Regions from separate parts of the Hordeum vulgare genome. Here region 1 is linked to region 2. A link is a contact called in public Hi-C data. All regions are on one chromosome and are shown on one strand. The core of a region is the stretch at or near the end of the contact, and the rest is flanking DNA. Distances in the headings are between cores, read along the strand shown.

Region 1 (6,019 bases), core at 2,416-4,915, 270 kb after region 2:
GTTGGGTGCAAGTATTTACTCTTTCATATGTAGGTGATGCAGACAGTACAATGGCAATCTTGTAGGTTCGCCATTCATAATCTACTCCCTCCGTTCCTAAATATAAGACCTTTTAGAGATTGTACTATAAACTACATACGGATGTACATAGACATATTTTAGAGTATAGATTCACTCATTTTGCTCCGTATGTAGTCTTCTAGTGAAATCCCTAAAAGGTCTTATATTTTGAAACGGAGGGAGTATTATGTAGTAGTTTCTTATGAATGAAGGCAAAAGATTTACCTCTTCTATTAATTAAAAGAAGAAAAATAAGTTTGCATAATACTGTAACAGCCCACAAGAGAAGGCCATTACTCCTCGGGCAAGATTTGATCGAATTTCATAGCCTCATGGTCACCGAGAACACATCCCTTCTTTTATGAATGCAAGAAGAACAGTGGAAGTATTCGCAAAAAAAAAAAAAAAACTTGGAAGAAGCCCTCCTACCCACACATTTCTTCGTTTCAAATATACCATGAGGCAAGCATGGATATAGAAGGCACAACTTTTTTTATTTAGAGTGCTTTTTGCTTTCTCTGTATCCAACTATAAGTATTTAGATACAGAAGGAATATCACATAAGTCCATGATTTTGGTCATTTGACGATCTACAAAGTAAATTTTTCACCAATAGCAGAATTTAAACAACCTTGGCCCTGCATTTCAGCCACACAACCTACAAAGTAAATTTCACACCAACAGCAGAATTTAAGCAGACTTGGCCCTGCATTTCAGCCACACAACTGGAACCGGTTGCTCAAGGCCCGAGTTTCCGTAACCCTACGTGTTCTCCGTCCTCCACAACGCAGAGAAGACGCAGCATATATATATCCCCTCGCGAAACAAATCGTATGATTGGCATCCAGAAGCGTCTCCACTGTATTTCTCCGTCTGGCCACCCCCATCCGCATGGCATGTTCAGGCGGCAGTATTGAAAGCGTAATCATGCACGGCGACGTGATTACAGCGGGCCGGCTGGCTTAAATAAACCTGCGAGGCAGGCAAATGGGCGCACACGAGCCAGCCAGCCAGCCAGGCGGATCGATGTAGCTAGAGTACATACACCCGGCCCGAATAATGCAGCTGGTCAGGTGACGACTGACGACCGACGAGCTAGCTAGTCAAACGGGACGGGTGGATGCGCCTAGCTGGGCGTGCCATTTCCCGATGGCGACAGCCGTGCGTATATATCTCTTTGCCAATTCACCGTTTGGCGCCATGCCAACAAATGGGTTTTTGTTAGAGTATTTACAATAGATATAGCAAATATAACACCTTAAACGCGATCGAAAGTGTTTGGTTGGTGATCGAACGTATGACTTTTATTTGTCCGTTCGTATAATCAGATTTTTCATTTTCTTTCTTATATGTTTAGTCACTCGTAATTAATGGAAGGAAAGAGAGAGAGAGAAAAAAGGTTCTGAATAGGGTCGCGTCCTCCGTGACGGATTGACCGAACGCGCATATTCTTTCTATATTTGAGATGGATATATGAGTTCACGGATAATCCGAACGTATAAGGATGATATGAGGGGTCCGGTTGGGTCATTTTCTTCTTCTTTTTTCTATTCGATCACTGACCGGACGCATCAGTGAACGTATGAGATATCGTTTGAGGCGTTTGGTTGTAGATGATCTTAATGTCCATGTAAAAATGCATGACAGTGTCACACATCAAATGGTAATATTTGATAATTCTTCCAGTTGGTTTATGTGTAATATGTCACAAAATATATGTTTAGGAAATTCATTTGAACGGGAATTTAAATATATTCTTAGAGCAATTGAAACCAAGTCTTAGCAAAATATTCTCTTTCAGCTGCTCCCTCTCGCTCATCCACCTCCATGTCGGCATTCTCGTCTCCACTTTGCCTTCACCGACGAGCGTCCATAGACACCCCGCAGCCCCGTCGATCTCTCGGTCCACCTTGGATTCGCTCGTCGTGTGCCATAGTAGCAGTCATAATCGTTGCATATCTTCGTTGCCGCCACTAGGAGCTTGTGGATGAACCAGGGCACACCGAACTTGTTTCATTGAAAATGGAATCACTGGAGGAGCACAATGTCCCCCCCCACCTCGAGCTCAAGCTAAACGGAGCCGAAACTGCCGGATGGCCTTCTGAAAGCCGGAATTTGGCCACAACAGGCTTGCTAGGCGATGGGTGAGGACGACTTCAAGCGGAACCGAGATCCTCGATGCCCTCGGACCATCCCCTCAACCCTGCCATGCACCGACGGCCACAACGTCACCGCAATACCGCTCCCGGAGACTCTCACCTCCCCCGCACACCAAGTGTTCAACTAATCGCCTTGGTACCTTTTTTCCTTTCTTTTGTTTCTTTACTATTTTTGCAATAAAAATCATCATTGAATATTATAATTAGTAGATCAAGAGGTTAAGGATATGTTCTTCGATGCCTCTTCATCCTAGGAGGAGGGAGATGATGATGATGATGATTGTGAGATGACCATTGTCGTGATCGTTCACGGGACCGTCGAAGACCAAGATTAGAATCTCAGTTCGGCCACTTGTATATCAATCGTGATAGGAAAAATGGATTTACTTTGAACCCAACTCAACATATTCTAAAAATATTTTTTGGTGGTGAATTTGGATGCACTGAATTCTCCTCGACACCATTGAAAAAGCTATTATAGATGATGATCCTTGGTCTAAACCGAGGAGTGAATCTAAAAGTAAATGTGAATCCATTGATGAAGCGTGTTGCGTCTTTTTTAAGTGCTTGCCTCATGTGCTCGCCACCATTAACTATGTGCGCATTGGGAAAGGTAGGTTTGAGTGAAGAACGACAATGACCAAAACTTAATACGTTGCAAGTCTAGTTGAAATGAAGTATGTAAACTAGAAGATAGAAGAATTGGTAATATTCTTTTAGCGTGTTAAGTTTTTGGAGTTCGGTTAGGAACATGTATTTGTTAATTCTTCAAATGTGTGGAGTTTAAGGTTGAGGAGATCGTTTGAAGGGCTAAATTTGAGCAGATGCCCCCCCCCCCCCCCCCCCCAGCAGTCTAGTTCTTAATAGCCCATATTTATGATTATGTGCATCTGCATTATATTTATATAGTCTCACTCCCTCCTTCCATAAATATTATATTTTCTAATTATTATTTTAATCAGATGTATATAGATAGGTTTTAATGTGTCTGTTCACTCATTTCAGTATCTATGTAACCCATATTAGAATATTCGAAACATCTTATATTTGTGTATGACAAAAGTCTACTCTCTCTGTACCTAAATAATTATAGTTGGAATTCTTATAGTTGGAATTCTTTTCAAGGAAAGAGTTCTTTCCAACTATAATTATTTAGATACAGGAAATATTTATTAATTTATTATATGCGTGAACCAATGCTTTTGACCTTTGCAAATGAGCATATACATTGTACTGAAGGATTCAAAAGATACCAGGTGAGATGGCACTTTTGTCCCTGTGCAGCCCTGTGCCATGTCAAACCCCTATGCCGAATATTGACATCTCCCGTGCGTTATGAGCATTCCCAACCAAGAAAATACATAAGGAGCAGTCCCAATCAAAATGGTTTTAAATTTCTTGTTGAAACCATAAAAAGGCGCCCCTTTTCTGTAACCATCCCTCCCTCGCTCGCTTTAGCTCGGCAAAATGACAGCGCAACTACCTCAGCTCAGCTCAACTGGCCACCAGCAAACTGCCTCGCCAAGAACACTTCAACCGCCATTATAATAATCACGAAAATTTGCCTCCCGAGCTCCCCTTTTGCTCCACGCCTCTCCCCCCCTCCTCCGGTTTTGACTCGCCATCCTTCCCCTCTCCCCGGCTCCTCCCCAAAAGATTTCACTTTCCACGCCGGGGAGATCAGTACGGTGGGTGGTCCCAAGATCGAGCGCTTGCGCCGGGGTTTCTTGGCCGGCATTTTTCTGACAGCCGCGGGAGATGAGCTGCTTCCCGTGCTCGGGGTCGTCGGGGAAGGCCGGGGAGGACGCGGCGGCGCTCTCGCCGTCGCCCCGGCCGTCGGCGGCGAAGCCGGCGCCAGGTAGCGTCCGCATCTTGACTTGAGTTGCCCACTTTCTGTGCTGACCGGAAGGGCTGAATCCTTTGGTCATTCTGATTTCCTGTCTTGTCCGTTCAGATGTCTGCTGATTTTTACTTTTTAGTGATTTGTGAGCATTGATTTAGGCATAAAAAGTTTATTGTTCCTTGACGGTACAAGAGGCCTGGCTGATCCCTAATTGCCTTTTTTTATTAGAACATCTAATTGCCAATTGGTTGGGGGCGGTTGAGTGAGTCGTTGGGGTGGACATGTATCATGTGCTTAACTGTAGCATCTTGATTTATCGGGCCCAGAAATGGGGAGTATTTTTGTATATTTTGATTCCTTTCATGTAGAAGAGTATATTCCATGATCGCGGTAGATGATTCATTGATTGCATTTTTTGTTGATTGCTTACCAAGCTGACCACTTGGTCGCCGTAGATGATTCATTTTATTTAGATATGCGGATGTTAGTCGAATTCTTGCTGATGCAGCGGTGGTGAAGAGGACACACAAAAGAACAATATCTTGTCAAAAGAATTGTATTATTTGAGTTTTTTTTCTCCTCACCTGAAGTGGCGTGAAAGGGAGAGAAATGTCTGAAGCTAAGCTTGCGGTTGCGGTTGATTTTGCTACCAAACTTTCTGTCTGAAGCAACAACCAAAGAAACAAACATTTGATGTGTTGTTTACACTTGTTATCTGACTTAAATTTATCACCAAACTTTCTATCTGAAGCAACCAAAGAAACAAACATTTGATGTGTTGTTTGCACTTGTTATCTCTGACTGATTCCTTGGGGTAGCTATTCGGTTGCGTCGAGATGAATTGAATTATATTTCACCCTTTTCTTAGTTGTTGGGGCTGATGACGAGTTTGAAGCAAGCGCCAGAGTTTAGTTTAATAGTTTTTAGCTGCTGCCTACTGGACATGCAAGTTTGATCTTGCATATTTGTTTGATCTTGTGGCTGCTGCAATTTCTCATCTACCTGCAGCCAGAAGTATTTTACATCACATGATGTAGATGATGTTTGCCGACAGGGTGGTACATGCGATTTATGGTGGATTAATTCTCAATGTACACTTGTACTATTATGCAGAAATAATAAATATGTTTCTCTAATTCTAGTCAAATTTCTCATGAGGTGATGCAAGTTTTCATTGTGCATATCTGCTTGGTATTTAAACTAGAAATAAAATAACTGAGATCCATAAAGTGCCGGTGATACCTTTTTCATACCATTATAAAAAAAGGTCTGCTTTTAATGGAATGCTCATGGCCATCAAGGTATTTATTTGGAGCTACCTAGGATAGCTTTGTCCTGTACGACTGTACATCACTTCAACAACTCAAAAGAGTAGTATCTTGTACTCCAATTCAACTTATGCCACCAACTTGATGATATTAAGTGTAAATGACAGTTCTGGACGACTTAGGGCAGTATATTATTCGGTACATATGTCAACACACCAACGGGTCTTCAGGTCATCAAATGTTGGATATGCATAGCTGTTTATTAATCACGATCCATTTCTATAGGTACCTGCCTTTTATATTTCCTGGACTATATGATTTCTTTGCATTCAAGAAAGCTTATAATTGAGGAACTATGTGCTAATGTTTTTCTGGTGGGTGGGTCCAGATCGATCCAATTCTCGTAGTTCAAGCTCTGTTCGCAGAGGAGGAAGCATTCCACACGGCCCAGCAAAGATTTTCACTTTCCGAGAGCTAGCTATTGCTACCAAGAATTTCAGAAAAGATTGTTTGTTGGGTGAAGGTGGTTTTGGTCGCGTCTATAAAGGACACATGGAGAATGGACAGGTTTGTTATCTCTAGCCTTGTTAACTTATTTCCCTTTTCCCTTTCATGGAGTGCAACTTAGGAGATGGATTTATTGGTGCTTTACATGATGTTTCTTATCCATTTTGCCTGTGTCATTTAGC
Region 2 (5,941 bases), core at 2,915-5,414:
AGATGTTCTTTGAGCAGAATTATCACTACCAATATTTTCACAGCAGTCATTTTGTGAGAATGTGATAGTCCCAATAACATCAGTCAATGATTTAAAGCATCTCTCAAGCTTTTCAGATGCTTCAACGGAAGAATCTTTGTGATGGGACCCCTCCTCTTTTGGATCCAACGCAGAAAGAGCGCTCTCATACTTGATACCATGAAGAAAACTTTTAAGAACAGCATCCCGCGGTGGTCTGCCAATATCAGCAGGTTTTGTTTCATCCAGTAGTCTTAAGTGTTCAAGTTCCTAAACAAAGCAGGTATGAGAGGTTTAGCAATTAGTAACAATTTGCAGCATATGTGCACATAGAGCAGGAAAGATACCTCCCAAATTGCTAAAAGCGACTGAACCATTTTGGTATCTGCCGTTGTTTGTGAAAGAGAAGTGTACATCTTATACTTCTCGTTTATGATTCCTACAAGCGAAACCGGAATTTGTAGCACAATTTATGGATTATAAGTTATAACAAACAATAGCTGTTAGAATGTAGCAAACAGACCTTCTACTCTGGAGTCAGCTTCAAGCATCATAAAAGTATGTCGTTTTCTGAAGTTCGAACTAGATCCTTCCATGAAATGTGTAGTTGAAGAATCACCTAGGATTAAAGCATGTGGCGCTGTTGACGATGTCCAGATAATTGGGTTTTTCACCGCAGCATTATATGAATGTGTCTACATTTTTAAGAGGAAGGTAGAGATTTTTAGTAGAAGCAATGGATAATGTATGACAGCACGAAAAATAACATAGATTCAAATGGAAATCATTCGATATATAGACATAACAAAATCCATAGAACTTGCCTTGTGCTCCGATTCATCAGAAGAGTCCACCTTCCTTTGCGGAGTCTTAGGATGAAAATCACCTGGCAATGGAGGGCGGAACTTGAAGTCTGTGACATGTACATGGCCCATTCCATACAAGTTATAGTCGATCTATAACATACATTGAACAGAAATATCATCTTAGATCACTCAAAATATATATCAAATGTGTCAAACAACACTGGCACCATCAAGTCAGGAATATTGTACTTAAGTTGTATGCTTGTGCAAAAGAGACAAAATGGCAATAGTCTTGCAGTTCAGGACATCCATAAAAACAGAATAAGAAAGCATCGCTCTCACCAAAAAGTGAAGAAGATATGGAATGTGTGATTCATAAGGCTGGAATACTCTATCAAGAACAGCACCGCCCTGAAACCAAACAGCTCGCGATCAGTCCCAGCGAGGATAGCATAAAACTTTACATAAAAGAGATTCCAATTTCCATAAAAATATACTTACGATTGCATGGAATACCACAAAATACACCGGTGTCTTAAAATTAATAAACATTCATTACAAGAGAGGTTGTCATCCATGCCAGCTCTCTAGATGATTTGTTATAACCAGACAACTGCTAGCCCTGCCTAATCGGCCATGACACACTAGGCGCTTGTCCAATGTCTTTACTAGCGCTAGCACCAAGGTGAACACTACTCAATTCACAGCTTCAAGCCATGAAAGTTTCCTGTCATAACTCTGTTCGCCATTAAAGTTACAATTTTCTGCTAGTGTACAAATTGAGTAATTCTTAAATGCATAGCTAATGGAAACAGATCAAAAGAACAATAGAGAGCAATGATGTAAAAAAAAACATTGCAGCTCTCTTAGTAGAACATAGTAATTTTGCAGAAATTAGTGAAAAAGAAGATACATGAGACAGAAATGAGTTGATAACAATATTCCTCCAGTTCAGACTTATCTACCTATCAGGACATAAATGTAGTCATGTACCCATCCATATGGAAATACTAAAACCACAACTTAAGCAGAAGGGAGCTTCAATGTATCATACCAATAGATGGGTCGCAGCCCGAGAAACCTCATGAGGATAATATCTTTAGATTAAATCAAGGCAATCAGTTGCATGACAAAGTCGTGGAGGAGAACAAAATGCAGGCATACATTCAATAAAAGAGAAACAATTCCATGTGACAACAAGTGTCTGATGAAAGAACAGAACATCAATTGATTACATGCACTTGATACCCTGCATAATTTGACCTATCAGTTTGTGCAAGAAGATTTCTATGACAACATTTGGTTCAAACATTTGATGCTATTCAGTTTTCAGTTAAAACAGAAGGTAACTCAGCAAACCACTCAACGCTCATGACTTCCTAAGTTGTCATCAGGGCTCAGGCATATGCAGTCATAAAGAAAGGGATATTTTTTGAGTGATATTGTGATATTGTCAATACACAATGACAGGAATATTTCATGATCTTCACTTTCCTGTCTTATGTAGCTACCTCAAAATGCTTGTAAAGCACTATGTTTCACAATTAAGTCCATAACGAAAGGTTAAAAAGGGGTTTTCAATATATCAGATGAACTACGTCCATAATTTACAATTTTCCAACACAATAGTAACCAGAAAAGGAAGTGGGAAATGATTTACACAGGTTCAAACATTCGTAGCAAAAAGAAATGATCTGTAAATGGTTAAATTGTGGATACAGGTAGATCTTCACAAAAATCTCCTCGGATGAATGATAACCATACAACTTCTTTGCTCGAACAAGGCTACATCCATGGACATGCCTCCTTTTTGCTGGGCCGCGATTCTGCAGGGGAAATGATGATACTCACGAAAAGAGAAAGTTAACATACCAACTAAGTGGACTCTACCTGTAAAGTTTTCTCGAGGTCACTCAATAGACCAGTCATACATGAATTCCCTAAAGAAAAGAGAGAGAAAACATTAATTGACTGCCAGGTGCTTTTCTTGACACGGACGCCCCGTTGATTAGAAAGAAAACCAAACAAGTGCTTTACTACGTCTCGTTCAGACCAAGAGTTCACCGTATCCTTTATGTTATGTAACTATGTCGCAAAAGCAAAGTAGAGCAAGCTTTTAACATGTAAATTGATGTTTTTAACAACAAATCATGCTAGTGCCTCGAACAAAAAGTTAAAAGTGGGAATCCGTAAGACCGTAACTACCAACTATATGAGAAAGTAATATCTACAAAATTTACAAGATGTACAATAACGACTGCCTGGTAAGAAGTTGAACAGCTGATATGAAATGATAAACATCATGTCGAACAAGAGAAGAGCCCATATAGTAAATGGAAAAAGGGATGGTAAAAACATAGGCAAAAGGAAGTGCAGTCACCTCTTTCAATATTATGAAGTATCTCCTCTGGGCAAGGTACATACAAGTACGGCAGGGCCTGAATACCAAAAGGAGAATTACAACTTCAGACTGTTATATTAGAAAGTAGATGAAACAATGTGTCGCCAGAATACAATAGAGATGAGTAGTATTTCAACTACTGGAGTATATGATACTCCCTCCGACCCATATTACTTGTCGCTGCCTCAGTACAACTTTTGTACTCCCTCCGATCCAAAATAAGTGTTGTGCTTTTAGTTCAAAATTTGAACTAAGACAGCGACAAGTAATATGGATCAGAGGGAGTACAACAGTTCATCAAAGATGATACTAATAGGTTTCCAGGTAAGAAGACATGTGTGCCACACTGCTCTTTGGTAATTGGCATGCCGAATCGAGCTTCCAAGCATCAAATTCGGCGCGCCGCACTCCCCATCCCCCTTCCCATGGCGAGACTCACACAAGCATACTGAAATGTGACGAGTGAAGAACGGTAATAGGTGCAGAGAGAAGCTGGTGCCCACCTGGTGGACGTGGAGGCAGGTCTTCTGCCCCGCGGGGGTGGAGCCGTAGATCCTGATCACCGGCACCTCCTCCACCTCCTCGCCTGCGGCGGCCACCAGACAGACAGGGAATTCAGCGCGGCTCGGAGGAGAAGAAGTTCAGAAAGGGGGCAATATGGGGCAGGGAGCGTACAGTGGAAGGGGCTGTAGGAGATGTCGAGGCCGGGGACGGGGGGCGCCATGTAGTAGTCGAGCGAGACGATGCGGACGCTGAGGACCTGCGAGGGGGTCCCCGGCGGCTCCGGCTCCGGCGAGGAGGGATTCATGGTCGCCGGCGAGGACGGCGCGGTGGGTGGGCGGTGGTTCTATTTGGGGGCGGTGTGGGTTCCCGGGCTCCGGCTCCGGCTCCTTCCACGGCACGCTGCTCGCTCCACTTGGGTTTGGGTTTGACTCCGTGGACCATCGCGAGCGGATGCTAGTTGGGGGTTTATTAAGGACCACGGCCCATCATCGTCTGTCGAAACCTTGGGTCCCTTTGGGCCTGTGTCGCCTATAACCCAGTTTGGAAATGTATGTATTTTGTGTGTTCCGTTTACCGCGGCCCAGTCTGCACACAAGATGAGGAGAGAAGTTTGGTTAGAGGAGAGTGCTGGTGCATCACATTTAAATCTTGTGGAAGATTAAGGTTTTGTTTGGAACCATAATAGATTATAATAATCTGGATTATGAACATAGATTATATAATCTGTTTTATAAAAATAATCCAGGTGGGTATGTTTGGAGGTCAGATTATATAAACTGTAAATCAGCTTTTAAATTGTACAATGACATGTTTGCCCTCAGTTTATAAGAAAAAATAGGAAAGTGGCGGTGACATTGCGTAATTCTTTTGAAGTTTACAAGGATAACACGTCATTTATAATCCATAATCTCATTTTAGCTGGGTAGAGGAGATTATGAGATTATAATAATCTGGTCATCTAGTTTATAAATTCTACAATATAAGTTGTCCTATTTGGAAATACAATAGATTATAAAAACCAGATTATATAATCTGGATGGTTCCAAACAGGGCCTAAATTTCCAGGCAAAATCAGATTTTTCTTATGGAGATTAGCAAAACATTCCCTTCCTATTGAAGACGTGAGATGCCATCAGAAAATATCTACAACTAGCTCTTGTGGTATGTGTGGTGCCAAGGATTCGTGTAGACACACTCTTCTCGAATGCATGATGTCGAGATGTATATGGGCACTCGTCGGTAGAGCCAGAAGATGCAAGCCAGGGGGACTACGACACTGTGACGGGCCCAGAAATTAAGATTTGCCGCGGCGATGGATGGTGATGAAGCTTCATTGTGTTGTGTCGATGGTCAATAGGCACGTGAAATACCCTGCTTTGTCCGCGGTCGCCCCAGCTCGCCCCAATGGTGGATCCGCCACTAAATACAGGGCTCTAAACGGCCTGCCTACACACCCACCCCTGCTCAAGTGGTGGGTCTGTATTGGAGTCACCTCAGTCGGTCGGGCCTCTGTTTATGCCACAAGAAAATTCCTAAAATATCAAAAGTTTTCTTAATCGAAGTTACAGATCTCCGACTATAAGAGAAACTGTGATTAGGCTCAGAAAAGTATCGAAAAACAAAGAAATTGGGTGGCTCCCACCCTCTTTGTTTCTTTGTCCTTTCAATCGGTTTCTTTTTTTATGAACATGTGTGAACTTTTTTCGCTACACGTTCAACATCTTCGTATACATGGTAAACATATTTTATGTACATGTTTACATTTTTGAAAATCATGATTCACATTCTTTTGGAAATTTATATTTTTATGTCTAATTATTTTCATAGGCATTGTATATTTTTGGTATACTAGCAAAAGAACCCGTGCGTTGCAACGGAAGAGAAAATAACACACGCTCTAAACGCAATATAATTTCACATGGCATCACATTTGTGTTGCCGACGATGGCCTCAGTGCTCACATAACGAAAACGTGTTTGAATGTACAGTCGTTCGAAATAAGATGAGAAATATGGTGTTTCTCCCCATGAGGTTTTCCAAAGATGTGCATGCGTGGTTAACGATGTTTTCTTTTCTCTCAATTTGGTTTTAATTTAATGAATGTTTATTGCAATTCCTATCATCGCCGGAAAGAGGAAAAAAAGGATGTGCACTACATATTAAGTTTGTACAAAAATAATATTTAAGAAGTATTCAACTGTTAAAATTAACA

What was found. A called contact is a pair of places that touch in the nucleus more often than the background predicts.
Region 1: a Hi-C map of leaf shows a contact between it and region 2, with 6 times the contacts expected there. The contact joins the promoter of LOC123424794 here to the promoter of LOC123424791 in region 2. A contact is called at or near these places in 2 of 6 Hi-C or Micro-C datasets (leaf and seedling).

The regions. Positions count from the first base shown.
Region 1 is chr2H:47,224,647-47,230,665 of MorexV3_pseudomolecules_assembly, forward strand. It overlaps LOC123424794 (probable serine/threonine-protein kinase PBL7), which reads left to right and starts at 3,666. Exons shown (of 5, transcript XM_045108488.1): 1 at 3,666-4,077; 2 at 5,719-5,897. The coding sequence starts at 3,978.
Region 2 is chr2H:46,957,240-46,963,180 of MorexV3_pseudomolecules_assembly, forward strand. It overlaps LOC123424791 (DNA polymerase zeta catalytic subunit), which reads right to left and starts at 4,165. Exons shown (of 24, transcript XM_045108484.1): 1 at 3,901-4,165; 2 at 3,729-3,811; 3 at 3,205-3,262; 4 at 2,715-2,764; 5 at 2,544-2,650; 6 at 1,879-1,921; 7 at 1,167-1,235; 8 at 843-974; 9 at 542-713; 10 at 366-457; 11 at 1-288. The coding sequence starts at 4,033.